Linked DNA regions of Arachis hypogaea: regions 1 and 2 are each linked to region 3. The links are chromatin contacts, called in public Hi-C maps. All regions are on one chromosome and are shown on one strand. Each heading gives the region's core, a stretch centred on a gene start, on an enhancer-like site or on the middle of the called end of the contact. The rest is flanking DNA. Distances are from core to core; before and after follow the strand shown.

Region 1 (4,288 bases), core at 15-2,514, 46 kb before region 3:
ATATTTTTTATTTATATTAATAAAACTATTCCTAAATTTTTTTAATTTTATCCTTAACATTTTACATAAAGTTAATGTATAAGAGTAATTTTAACACAAATTAAAAATATTAGAGATAAAATTAAATACCACTAAATATTAAAAATATTTTTTAAAAAAAATCATAAATATTAGAAACCAAAAATATATTTTATCAAAAGAGATTTTATTATAACTTATTCTAGAAATACTCAAAATTTGTTTTTACTGAACATGGTCATACATGCTTCATAAAGTTAGTAAAGAACTGAGATGAGATTAAGAGGGAGAAACAAAAAGTAGTTATAAAAGTCATATTATATTGTCATTATGTATGTTCTCTACCTCATAAAAGTTGTAAAACTATTAGTATATTTTCAATTAAAATAAGATTATTACAGATAAATTATTATTTATTTCGGCTATTGTACAGTACATGCATTTAAAATAGGACTAATATAACATGCTTATTTTTTATTTTGGAAGAGACAAAATAGCTTTATAAGGTTGTGTTTGAATTTTATTTTTAAAAAATATAAGGATATAGAGAGTAGAGAAAATGAAATAAAGAGATATATAGAAATTTAGTTTTAGAAAATACATTAAATATAAGAATTTTTCATTTATGAGATAAAAAAATTGTGTCTACTATATATTTATGCTTGTGCGTCAAAGAATAGTAATAATATACAAACGCAAAAACAAATGATGAAAAATTAAATTTGTTACTTTTAAATCTTAACATATACTAGTTTATATTATGATGTATTATACAGTTGTTATAATTATAGTGGGTATAGCAAGTATAAAATTTTTATAATATTTAAAAATTAAAATATAATTAACATTATGGTCATATCTTTTAATTTAAAAAATATAATCAAATAAAAATAATAATAATAATAATATATAAAAAATGTCAAAATTTTATAACCCCCTAAAATTTTCTTAAAATTCACTGTATATTATATATTGAATTTAATTTTAATACATTGTCACTATAAAGTAGTTTTATACAGGCATTTAATTAGGTAACATCATATTAATCGCATGAATGGTCATTTAAAAGAATATATGTGATTGTCCGACTGTATAAAACGCTTTCCACTGTTTACTGAAATTAAACTATTATATATTATATATATGTCTCTTGTATTTTTTTAGTGATAGTCAAGATTAAAGTCTTACCCTAAAATCATAATTAGTATGAGAGAGAGAGAGAAAATTGTTCATTTAAATAATTAAACTATATAGACAGTGTCAGTGAGTGTGAATGTGAGTGTATGTTAGAGAGAGGAAGAAGAAGAAGAAGGCATCATCATAATCATCATCAAAAGAAGAATAATATTAGTAAGTGTTATTGATATAGTAGCTTAGTTATGGCATTCACACTAGAAGAGAGGAGGAGTAGTAACATTGAAGAGGAGGAAAACATGAATAAGATGAAGAAGATGATGATGATGATGGATTCATCATCACAAAAGAAGTTACCATCATCATCATCATCAGTGCCAGCACCATTCCTGACAAAGACATACCAACTAGTTGATGATCCTATGACTGACCACATAGTGTCATGGGGTCATGATGGTCATTCCACATCATCATCATTTGTTGTTTGGAGACCTCCTGAGTTTGCCAGAGACCTTCTTCCCAACTATTTCAAACACAACAACTTCTCCAGCTTTGTTAGGCAACTCAATACCTATGTATGTCACATGATGTAATTTTAATTATTTTAGATATATATTTTATAATTGAGATTAACAGTTAAAATTATTAAATACTGATATTTTAATAACACTGAAAAAAATTGATATTTTAATTACTGAATTAACGATTAAAATTACTGAAATATTAGTATTTTTGAAATATTCGGAAATTTTTTTTATTTATATATTAATAAGCATCATTTTGTGTTGTTGAAGCAGGGATTCAAGAAGGTAGTTGCTGATAGATGGGAATTTGCAAATGAGTATTTCAGAAAAGGAGCAAAACATCTTCTATGTGAAATCCATAGAAGAAAAACCCCTCATCATCATCACCATCATCATCATCATCATCAAGAGAATAATAATGAAGCTCTATGTTGGATTGATTCTTCTACAACTCCTACTACTATTCCTTCTATTCCTACTTCATTATTACTACCTTCTCCTAAATCACCATCATCTTCTTCATTAGGAGGAGCCACTAATAATAGTGATCATCATCAACATAATCATATCTTAGCAGCACTTTCTGAGGATAATCAAAGGCTAAGGAGAAAGAACTTGATGCTATTATCTGAACTAACTCACATGAAGAATCTCTACAATGATATCATATACTTCATCCAAAACCATCTCAAACCTGCTTCTTCTCCCTTTCATCATAATCAAACAACTATTCCAAAGCTTGTGGAGTTGGATTATTCATCACCAAAGGGGAGTAGAATGATGATGAGTATTAGTGACGATCATGTTGATGATGATGATGATGATGATGATGATTTCAATAATAATAATTGTAGTTCTTCTTCAGTGAAGCTCTTTGGTGTTCCTCTTAGTGGTAAAAAGAGATTACACCCAGATAATATTTTTCAACAAGATTAATCCTTTATTATTAATTAGTTTAGGGTGTACTCTTATGATCATTAATTGTTAATTAGCTTGCTTAATGCAGTTAATTTTTTTTTGAGACTCTTTTTATGTATATTATTACAATTATTATATATTCACTTCTCCTAGATTTTTTGGATTTTATTTCTCTTTTTTTGGTCTAAAATAAAGTAATTTAGCTGAAAAAATTGATATGACATGTTATTTATGAAATAATTATTATCTTCTTAATAATTTACCCTCTTTTTTTTTTTTCTTTCCACTTTAATTAGAAGATATGTTCTCAAATGTGCACAACATAATATTCTAATATATAGCATGTTAATTTATTATCTAGTTGTTATCTTCTTCTTCTTCTTAAGTTCCATTTGTTTTATTCTTTGTTGACATAATAATATAATCATGTGTAGTATAAACAAAAGAAATAGTTCAAAAATAAAATAAAATAAAATATGCAGGTCCAAATTAAATTATATGGATGTGTATATACACTTAAAATTCAGTGAGATGCATAAAGTTGCACGTGGGATTGCATCCATGAGCATATCAAATTAAATAAAATATTTAAATGACATATAAAAAATCCACATTACTTTTGGCTTTTATGTTTGCCACATTATGAATTAGGTAATAGGGTGTAACAAAATGAGACTTCAAAGGAAAACATCAAATTAAAAACTATATTATTCCTTTCACATATACACCAATATAAGTTTGTTTGTCCTTATCTTTTTTTTTCTCGTCCATGTTTTCTTTTATGTTGTTTTTAATTACAGTTTAATTATTTTGTCCGACTTTATAGTTACACCAAATTTTTAATTAAGTTTTTATATATTCTTTTAATTGAATCTCTATACTATATCATATTTTGTAATTAAATTTTTATTGTAACAAAAAATATTAAAATTAACAGAATATTTTATTAAATAAAATAAAATATTCAATCAAATATTAAATATATTTATTTTATTTAATTAAATATTTTATTAATTATAACATTTTTGTCACAATAAAAAGTTAATTACAAAATATGATATGATATCGAAACTCAATTAAAAAAATATAAAAATTTAATAAAGTTATAGAAACAAATAAAATAATTAAATCTTAATTATATTTTTCCGATGTGCATAGGTTGAAACCTCCCTCCCCCAAAAAATTTATATTAACTAATAAAAATTAAATTCACTTGGAAGATTATTATTGTATTCAATGAAATTATGACTTCTTCTAAATACTCTTCAATTTTTTTTCTCTTGAAGTTATTGAAATTAATTACTATGAAGAAAAGAAAAGTGAAAGGAACCAAAGCAATGATTACAAGATGACAAGTTTTGCTGCCAAATTCTCCAATATGTGGTGATTTCAAAGTTACACTTTTTTGGAATAAAAAGACATGACAATATCACATTGAACAAAAGCTCCATTAAAGAGTAAAGACACACCAATCCAACTTCAAAGCTAAATTGGGTGCAACCGTGTTCTTAGATTCTTAAAGGGATATATCAATGCTTTCCACCGTTTCAAAAGGGTATACAATAGTCATCATCTTTTGAATTTTTTTTTTCTATTTTTACTTTTAATTTTTAAGATTTAGTTTGGAATAGAAATTCTAACCTATAACGTCGTTCTCATACAATTTATTGAATCAAATATTTACTATATATTTC
Region 2 (4,089 bases), core at 1,183-3,682, 43 kb after region 3:
CCTATTTTTTATGTCTTTTTTAGAAATACATACCCTTAAATTAGGAGTCAGAACTGGCAATCTGATGCCTTCCAAGCCATGAACCCCTTGCATCACGTCCTTTGCATCAGCCAACTGCAAGACAAAAAAAAAAAAAGACCAAGAAAAAAAAAGGGATTTAAAAAACAGATCGAGAGAAAAGGAAGGATAATATCTATAGAAGTAATTCAGAATGAAATGGTTGGATTGTAATTTTATATGTAAGTGATTCAAAAATATTGTATCAATAACCATTCGATGCTTCAGATAAGTGAACACTGGAGAAAATCAACCACCACAATCACGATTAAAAGCATCAATATCAGGTTACAATAACAACAGTAAATCTACTTCACCTGTGGTACCCATTTGGGAGATACAAAACTTGTAGCCTCAATAACAGACAACCCGCAAGAAGCTAGTCTATGAATCAATTCAATCTTTACAGCCGTTGGTACAGTGTTCTTCTCATTCTGTAATCCATCCCTTGGACCAACTTCAACTATCTTCACATAACTCGGTATGCTACCCAGAAACTGCGTTATGCCATTTTGAAAATTTTTAATATTCCAATTATCAAGTCAGGAAAATATGGAAATATACAAATCACAAAGTTTACAATCTATACATAAATCAAAATGTAAAGTGCTAATGTCTATAAACCAACCTTAGTAGCAGTAAAATAACTACAAAAATACTGCAGCCGTTGAATTACCTTATGTGTTGAATGTGGTATGTCTTTGCTATTCCCCCTTGGACTAGAGTGGAAATCAGATAAAGAATCATCAATCATTCCAAACTTCATTGAGTTTCTCCCTTTGGTCGTAGTCTTTTGACTGAAGGTGCGACATTGAGCAATGTCTCTTGTGTGCCTTTTCCATGGGTAAGTCTCCGCTGTATACTCTTCATTGTCTTCACTGCAACAAGATACGATGGGGTTAATGTTATGGATACAGTATAGAGATGACTAAATAATACCATGGACTAGAATCCAATTAAGTTTCTAAACTTAAATTGAAACATTTGACTCACTCGCAGCTGTTAGATGTGCTGCAACTTCGTCCTTCAATAAAGCAGATTCCCATACCAAAGTTATCTTCTCTAGGACGGCAAGCACCAGATGAGAACCTCTGAATCCTATCAATGGTATTCATGCTCGGCAACTTGTCAAGACCAAGCGGTTCCTCCAAGCTCGACATGTTGAAGTGGATGAACTGAAGGAAATTGGCAAAAGATACAGTGTAAGCAAGGATATCCAATAACATTATAAGTATATGCAAAATTTCATCTACAAATTATGTGTCTATTTATCCTCACACAAAGATATACAGTTCTGATTTAACATTCTCCTTTGCAATCAGTTAAATTTTTTAGTTAAATTCATTGCCCCTATATATCATATACAAAGTAATGAAATAGCTTGTAATGCAAATTAAAACTCCGCGAGAGGAAACAGAAACATTATGAGCTGTAATTAAACTCGGCTCTGTATTACTTGAACAGGTGGAACATGAGGAGACAATTGAAAACGAACTCAGAATATAAAAGGTTTAAATTTTCAATCTTCAAAGGCAAGAAAATCACTTTCAACTCACTTTCATACTTAGTAACGACCAAAAAATTGTGGTGTGGAATGTAAATGAATCACATTCTTCCACTCACAACTTCCTCAAATTTGTGTTGTACTAAGCATATATTAAAGTGAATTCTTCATTCCCCATTTTATAAGATCAATATCAATAAAATTTCAACAAATAAACAGCATTGTCTGCTAAATTATCATGCTTTATTAGGGGGATTTCCAAAATTGCATGTGATCACAATTGACTCCAACTGTGATAGCAATACCAAGTTAGCAACCAGCAAAAACTTTTATTCTTTTTATTTAAAAAAAAACGCAAATCTCACAGTTAAAGGTTGAAACATAAGCTCAAATCAGAAGTAATTAATTCAACATATAAAAGAAATTTAGGGAACCAGTCATAATCAACGAAACCACAAAAAAAAGGAGGGAAAAAGCGAACTGTTTAAAATATGAATATGCGAAATCGGGTTAATTGAAGACGAGCAAACGAAATTGAGAATCGGAAGAAGCAGACGGACCTGGAATGAAGGGAAGAAAGAGAAAGAAATCGCGGGAATTGAAGAAGAGAAAGGAAACCCTAGAAATTGGGGGTGAAATAGAAGTAGGTGGAATTAGGAATCAGTTGGTTGTTGGCGTTTTCTTTTTCTCTCTACGCTTCTTTTCTTTCCCTCTTCTTTCTGCTACACACAATATCTAATTTAAAAAAAAAAAAAAGAAATTTTATATTAATTTTTTTTTTAAGAAAAAATAAATTTTCCCCTCCACAATTTTGGATCTTTGATTTTTTAGTTAGCCGACCAAACAATTTGTTTTCTTTCCTTTTTTAATTTGGCTTGAAGTGTGATTGTGATCTTAATATATAAAATACAATAAATATTGAAATAACTGTTTTATACAAAATTTAAAAATTAATAATAATATTTCAAAAATAAATTTGGTATTTAAATATCATTTTATATATTGTTATACAATCAAGAGTGTCTATTTATAAATTTAATTATAATAACAAAATCAATTTAATATCAAATTAAATAAACATAAAATTAATACAAGATATATATTTAGATATTATTTTAATATATAATATCCTAAATATATTCTAACATAAAATATTTAAAAAGAATATAATCAAATATTTAAATTCTTAAATTAAACCCCTCCCAAAAAAAAAAATTGGTTACTCAAATATTTGCATTTTGCAAAAGAATCGAAAGTATTAATTTCTTGAGGGCTTAAGAACTCACACAATAAAATTAAATGAAATATAATATTTGGTTCATTTATTTATTTTTGTCTTAAGTATGTGATATTTATGTGGCATGTTTTCACTCGATTTCCGCAACCAATAGATGGTTTTCTATTGGTCGGTGATTGGTAAGAGTTCTTCTCAACCACCAACTTAACCAAAATAAGACATATGCAATAAAGGCCTAAGAACACAAGCCAATTGTTCAATCATTATTTTTATATTATTATTATTATTTGGGAAGAATTTATTTGTTTAATTGTGGCGGATAACACTTATTTCTATCTCTTTTGCGTGTATGTTTGTTTTTCTTTTTTTTTCTTTTGTCATGAGTTGTATATAAATTTTTTGAGCTTAAGTAGGGAGTTAATTCTTTATAGTTAATATTAGTGATTTTTTTAAATTATTTTTATTCTAAATTTTAAATCTTAAATTCTAATCTTAACTCTAAATCTTTGAGGATTAAAAAATAATTTCATAGTAAAAAATTAATTAATATTGACTATTTAAAAATTAATTTTTTATATTGATTCAAAATAGTTATTAACATAGATATATAAACGTAAATTAAATAGTTTATAAACTTTTCTAGTTTTGTTTAAACATATTCCACTCCTTCAGTAACAATTAATTAACAAAACCCTTTTTTTATGGTAAGAACAAGATTACGATTAGGGTATTCAAATTTAAACCTATTCAAGTTAAACGTTCATTCAATTTAATTTAAACAGAAAATTGATTAAAATTGTACTAATTCGGATTTGATTGGATTCTATTTTTTGTAAACAGTTGAATTGAATTAGATTTTGCATCTATTTTTTATAATCAATCCAATCCAAACCACACAATGTGCTATAATATTATTATTTTATTATTATATTTATAATTATACTTATAACATGTTCAATTTGTTATATATTTTTATATTATTTATATATTATTATTATTTAATAAATATTTTATCATTTTATGTTTAAAATATTATTTATTTATTTATTTTAATTAACCTATAATTTTATTTCTATTGTTATGTTATTATTTGCTTTTTAAGATATTGTTGAGACTTGTTGTGTCATTATTGATTATTTAAAATTTGATGTTAGAAATTTGTTATATGTATTTAATTTTTTTACAAAATCGATCAAAACTGTTTGAAATTGGATCAGATCGGATCTTTTTTTTAAGACTAAAGTATTCCTTTTGTCCCCAACGTTTTGATTAAGTTCTAAAGTTATTCCTA
Region 3 (4,383 bases), core at 1,798-4,297:
TCTCCTATTGTTCCTCTTTCAGTTCTATGATTTTGGAACATAAGGTCAAATTGTCCAAATTTTCAACATATTATGAGTCAGTTATGTTGTGTCAAGAATGAGAAGAGAACTTTTGGTTGCTATATATATTTCGATAAGCGAAATACTTCTTCTTTGCTGCTAACACACAAGCCTACTCCACTAATAATTTGATAGTCTAGAAGATTCAATTTTTTGAGTGATGGCATTGCTAGCCTTGTTATACTTATATCGATTGCTGCAGTGAATTTGTTAATATTTAAACTTTATTTATTGAAACTCCATGTTTTGGTTGCAGACACAGTGGTGCTAGAGTTCAATCAGTACACTCCTGACTCGCGCTGGAGGAGGACAACCATCAGTAGGAAAGATCATCGTGAGGAGGGAAACGAGGCTGACGGATTCTACGGAGGGATCAGAAAGATCAAGACTGAGCGTGAGATTGCCATTTGGAAATGCCTTTGGCCTTCTGAAGTCTTGGACTAGTAGTACTCCTTGTATCGAATCGAATTTACAGCATAGCATTATGGCAAGACTTATGATCTACATTCTCATCAATCAATCAACCAAACAAAGCATTGGCAAGATCTTACATTAAAGAAGGGGATATATAGGACTCTCATTCAGATTGAGTGAACATTGAGGCTTATCCTCTAACTTGTTCCCCTTATCATTATCACATTTTTTGTTCCTTTCATGGGAAACTTTAGGTTTATTCCTATTATTTCAATGATGTAAATTACTCATTTATGCACTATTGGCATAGAATATTCATTCCACAATATATAGTATCTATCTTATTCTCAAATTAGTAAGGTTTGAAAATCAGTAGCAATACAGCAAGATGTAGTTCAGAAAAATTTAATATGCAAACTGACCATTTGCAATAACAATATATTATGTGCCTAGGGAATACCACCTCTTTCTCTATGTTGGAACTGATTTTTGAGGAGTTTCTTATTTTTGAAGAGTTTCTTATTTGGTACACAATTTGTTGCTTTTTGTGATTAACTAAAGTATTCTTTTAAAGAGAATTCAGTATGTGATGTGAAGTTATAATAGAGAACTAACTATGGTCAAATCTAATTTAGCATTTTGAACTATTTCGGTAGTGAACCTAATTTTACATTGAATTTGAATGTAGATATAACTCATAGTACATAGATACTTATACAGATCAGTTCCTGAAAAACATTGTCATCATAGGTTTCCAACAAGAAGATATCATATGATCTTTGTTTTCATTTTCAATATCTTTTTCATTTTCATGACATAATTTTATTTGTTTCGTTGTTTTAATTTTCTCCTTCACAAACTCCTAAAAACAAAAACAAAAAAAAAGAGAAAAAGAAAAATACCATGACTTTGATGACTCAATCACTTGACATACCCTCCATGGCCTAAACAAAGAAAAAGTTTTGATCCTCTAGGCTTGTGACATACCAAGCTCATTTTGCTCATGTCACTTCTTGTTTCATCTTTATCCCTCTCTGTTGATTGTGATGAACTGACAGAATCAGCATCAAGCTTCCTCATCATGAATTCTGGCTTCTCTAATGATTCCTTTTGACCTTCTAACTTGTGTTTATCACTTGATTTCCTCATATAACCATTCCCAAAGAGAAGCTTCACTATGCTGTTTTCTTTCTTGTTCTTCTTTTTCCTTCTCCAAAATCCACTTCTCTTTCTCTCATCTTCCTTTGTCTCAAAGGCTGCATCATTGCTCTCTTCAACTGATATCATATCAACCCTCCTTGATTCTTGCTTCATCAATAGTAATGGCTCCTTTTGAAGCTCACAACAATGCGATTCGGATACTTGTATCTTTGTCTTGGATATTCCTACATGTTTTTCAGACCTATGGTTGAATCCCCTGAATGGAGAAAGTGATCTAGTCCTTCTAAGACCATTCTTCGCCTTTGAATTCGAGTTCCCTCTCTTATCATCCTTGACCTTCTCCAAAGCTGCCACGAACGGATCAAATTCATCGTTCCACAAACTATGTCGCGAAAAAGGTAGTAGCCTTAGCACCAAAGCAGGGGATTTTGGTGAAGTAAGAGTTGAACTTTGTGCACTCATCACCACACTGCCACAATCTCCATTGTTCTGAATCAGCCTCGGAGGAAGTTTAAGAGGTGGCGGCGGCTCCAATGGCAAAACCTTACCATCATTGAATAACTCATCAGCAAATGCCATGGTTTGCAATGAATCACCATCAAAATCATCATCTTTTTGGGATTTCTTGGTGTCCAAGTAACCGGTAAACCTGCGACTCGTCTCGAATTCAAACTCATCCAGATTGGAGTACCTTCCATCATCCTCATCTTGAATTGTTCTTGGTGATGTGTGACTTGTTTGGCAGCAAGAATTTGCACCTAGCTTGATGATCCTTCTGCTAGGACTAGTTGGTGCACTATAGAAGAATTTCTCATTGTTGCAGCTACTTGCAACACTAGTTGGTGCTGTCATGTATCCAAATTCATCAGAAAATGAGAGATCAATCATCTTTCAAACTTGACACAAGACACAAGATCTTGTGTTAATGGATTATGATATATACAAAAATACAAAGACTATGGTATTCAAACATTCAAAAGAGTAATATTATATAGCCTATAGCCTTGTAAGTGCTAGCATTTTTGTTCCTTAAATAAAGGGATTTTTATTTTATTTTATTACTTTATATATCATTTTATGAGTAGCTTTGTTGTCATCACCAATATTATCTCCAAAGCTATGTGAATGATCATCTAAGAAAAACGGATGTGATTAGACGATTATATAAAAAAATTTATTCTATTAGTGTATTAAAATTAAACTTATTAAATCTATTGATTTTGAATATATTTTTTTTTTCTGTTGTTATGTCCCTTTTTTATGTATATTTTGGCCTAAGCTATTGTTTATGCTAAGCAACCTTGTAATGTTTTACCCTAATTGTGTTTTGTTGTGTAGCTATGATTTCTTAATATTGGTATTACTTGTGATTTGTGAAGCATATACTTAAGGTCACGGAGAAAACTATGTCCCTAATAATACGGTTTAACAAACCTATGATGCATTTGGTGGGTCACCACACCACTTTGTCAAAGCTTCCTCCTAATCCGTGAAATTACCAAATTGTCCACAATCCCTATTAAGATAAAATAAATATATTCGGTCTTATTATTGCCCTTTGACCCTGCTTAGGAGGTTTGACTATTGAATAAGCCTAAATTTCAGGGAATTGGAATTTTTTTTTTTAAGTTAGAAGTGGGACTCGAAGTCAAGACTTTTAAGTGAATATGAGAAGATTATGTTATGTGAGTTATAGTTTGTTGGCAAAAATTAGGAATGTGTTATTACTCAAGACCATAAATAATAAATATCGGATCAGTCAATTTAATAAGTGTTTTTTTTGTTTCTTAACAAAAAGTTTTAGATTTAAATTTGAGAGTGAGCAAATTCTCAATAGAAAAAACTCTTACTTCCTTTACGAAGTTTCTATCCTATCGAGTCGAATTATCTGTAATAAATAGATAGGGAAAATTTCATTAAAATTAAAAAAAAATAAAAATACTCTATATATACACTAAAATTAAAATTATTATTATATATTTGTATATAAATATGTACTATTTTATATATTTTTAATATATATTTTATATAAATAACTCATTTAATTGTTAATTTTTTGTATATACATATCATAATTATTAAAATAAGAATTTCGTATAAAATAGATATTGAGGTTATTATTAATATATATTTTTAAATTTTTTATTTTAATAAATATACAATAAATATATTAAAAATTAAATTTTAATTTATATCTTTTTCTATAAAAAAAAATTAATTGATAACTTTTTATATGTATTTTTAAAATACATATTAGTTAAATTCTAAAAGAAATTTATTAGGGACATATATAGGAGAGTAAAGAGACACTTGAATAGGGATAAATATGGTATATTTCATTTCATATATAATAATGTGGACATAGGTGCAATTTCCTTTTGAATTGCCCAAATGCCAACCAATTGACTAAGAGGCAAGACCCCAAAAAGAGAATGCAATTACATAGGATTATTTCTAGAGCTTCAACTAAGAGGCCAATTTAGGTCTTTATAAGTCAAGATTCAGACCGGTTCATGCCAAAAAAGAAAAAAAAAAAGAAAATGGTAACATTATACAATTACATAACCAAATTGCATATTATTTTTTTTCTGTAATATCACAAATGTGAGTTTTATTTAAACATCTGTCACTGATTCATAGGTTGTTACTACATACAAAAAGTAAATTTAAATATCTAACACTTCTTTAGATGAATAAGTAAATTAATAACTTAACCAATTTAAATTGATTTGTATATTCTTTCTCTTT

The links. A called contact is a pair of places that touch in the nucleus more often than the background predicts.
Region 1: a contact with region 3 is called in a Hi-C map of leaf, with 2.2 times the contacts expected there. The contact joins the promoter of LOC112702122 here to the enhancer-like site in region 3. A contact is called at or near these places in 2 of 8 Hi-C or Micro-C datasets (both in leaf).
Region 2: a Hi-C map of leaf shows a contact between it and region 3, with 1.7 times the contacts expected there. The contact joins the promoter of LOC112702125 here to the enhancer-like site in region 3. A contact is called at or near these places in 2 of 8 Hi-C or Micro-C datasets (both in leaf).

What each region holds. Positions count from the first base shown.
Region 1 is chr7:4,671,282-4,675,569 of arahy.Tifrunner.gnm2.J5K5, forward strand. LOC112702122 (heat stress transcription factor B-4b) reads left to right here and starts at 1,265. Exons shown (of 2, transcript XM_025753040.3): 1 at 1,265-1,727; 2 at 1,950-2,746. The coding sequence starts at 1,398. The coding sequence ends at 2,612.
Region 2 is chr7:4,759,349-4,763,437 of arahy.Tifrunner.gnm2.J5K5, forward strand. It overlaps LOC112702125 (hydroxymethylglutaryl-CoA lyase, mitochondrial), which reads right to left and starts at 2,433. Exons shown (of 9, transcript XM_025753043.3): 1 at 2,122-2,433; 2 at 1,051-1,232; 3 at 734-935; 4 at 375-554; 5 at 34-114. The coding sequence starts at 1,217.
Region 3 is chr7:4,715,789-4,720,171 of arahy.Tifrunner.gnm2.J5K5, forward strand. LOC112702123 (F-box protein At2g26850) reads left to right here. Exons shown (of 5, transcript XM_025753041.3): 5 at 317-826. The coding sequence ends at 504. Among protein-coding and RNA genes, the nearest start is that of LOC112702123, 6.4 kb to the left of the region's middle. Within about 2 kb of position 3,048, at least 2 of the 3 cell types and tissues checked have open chromatin away from gene starts, as enhancers often do.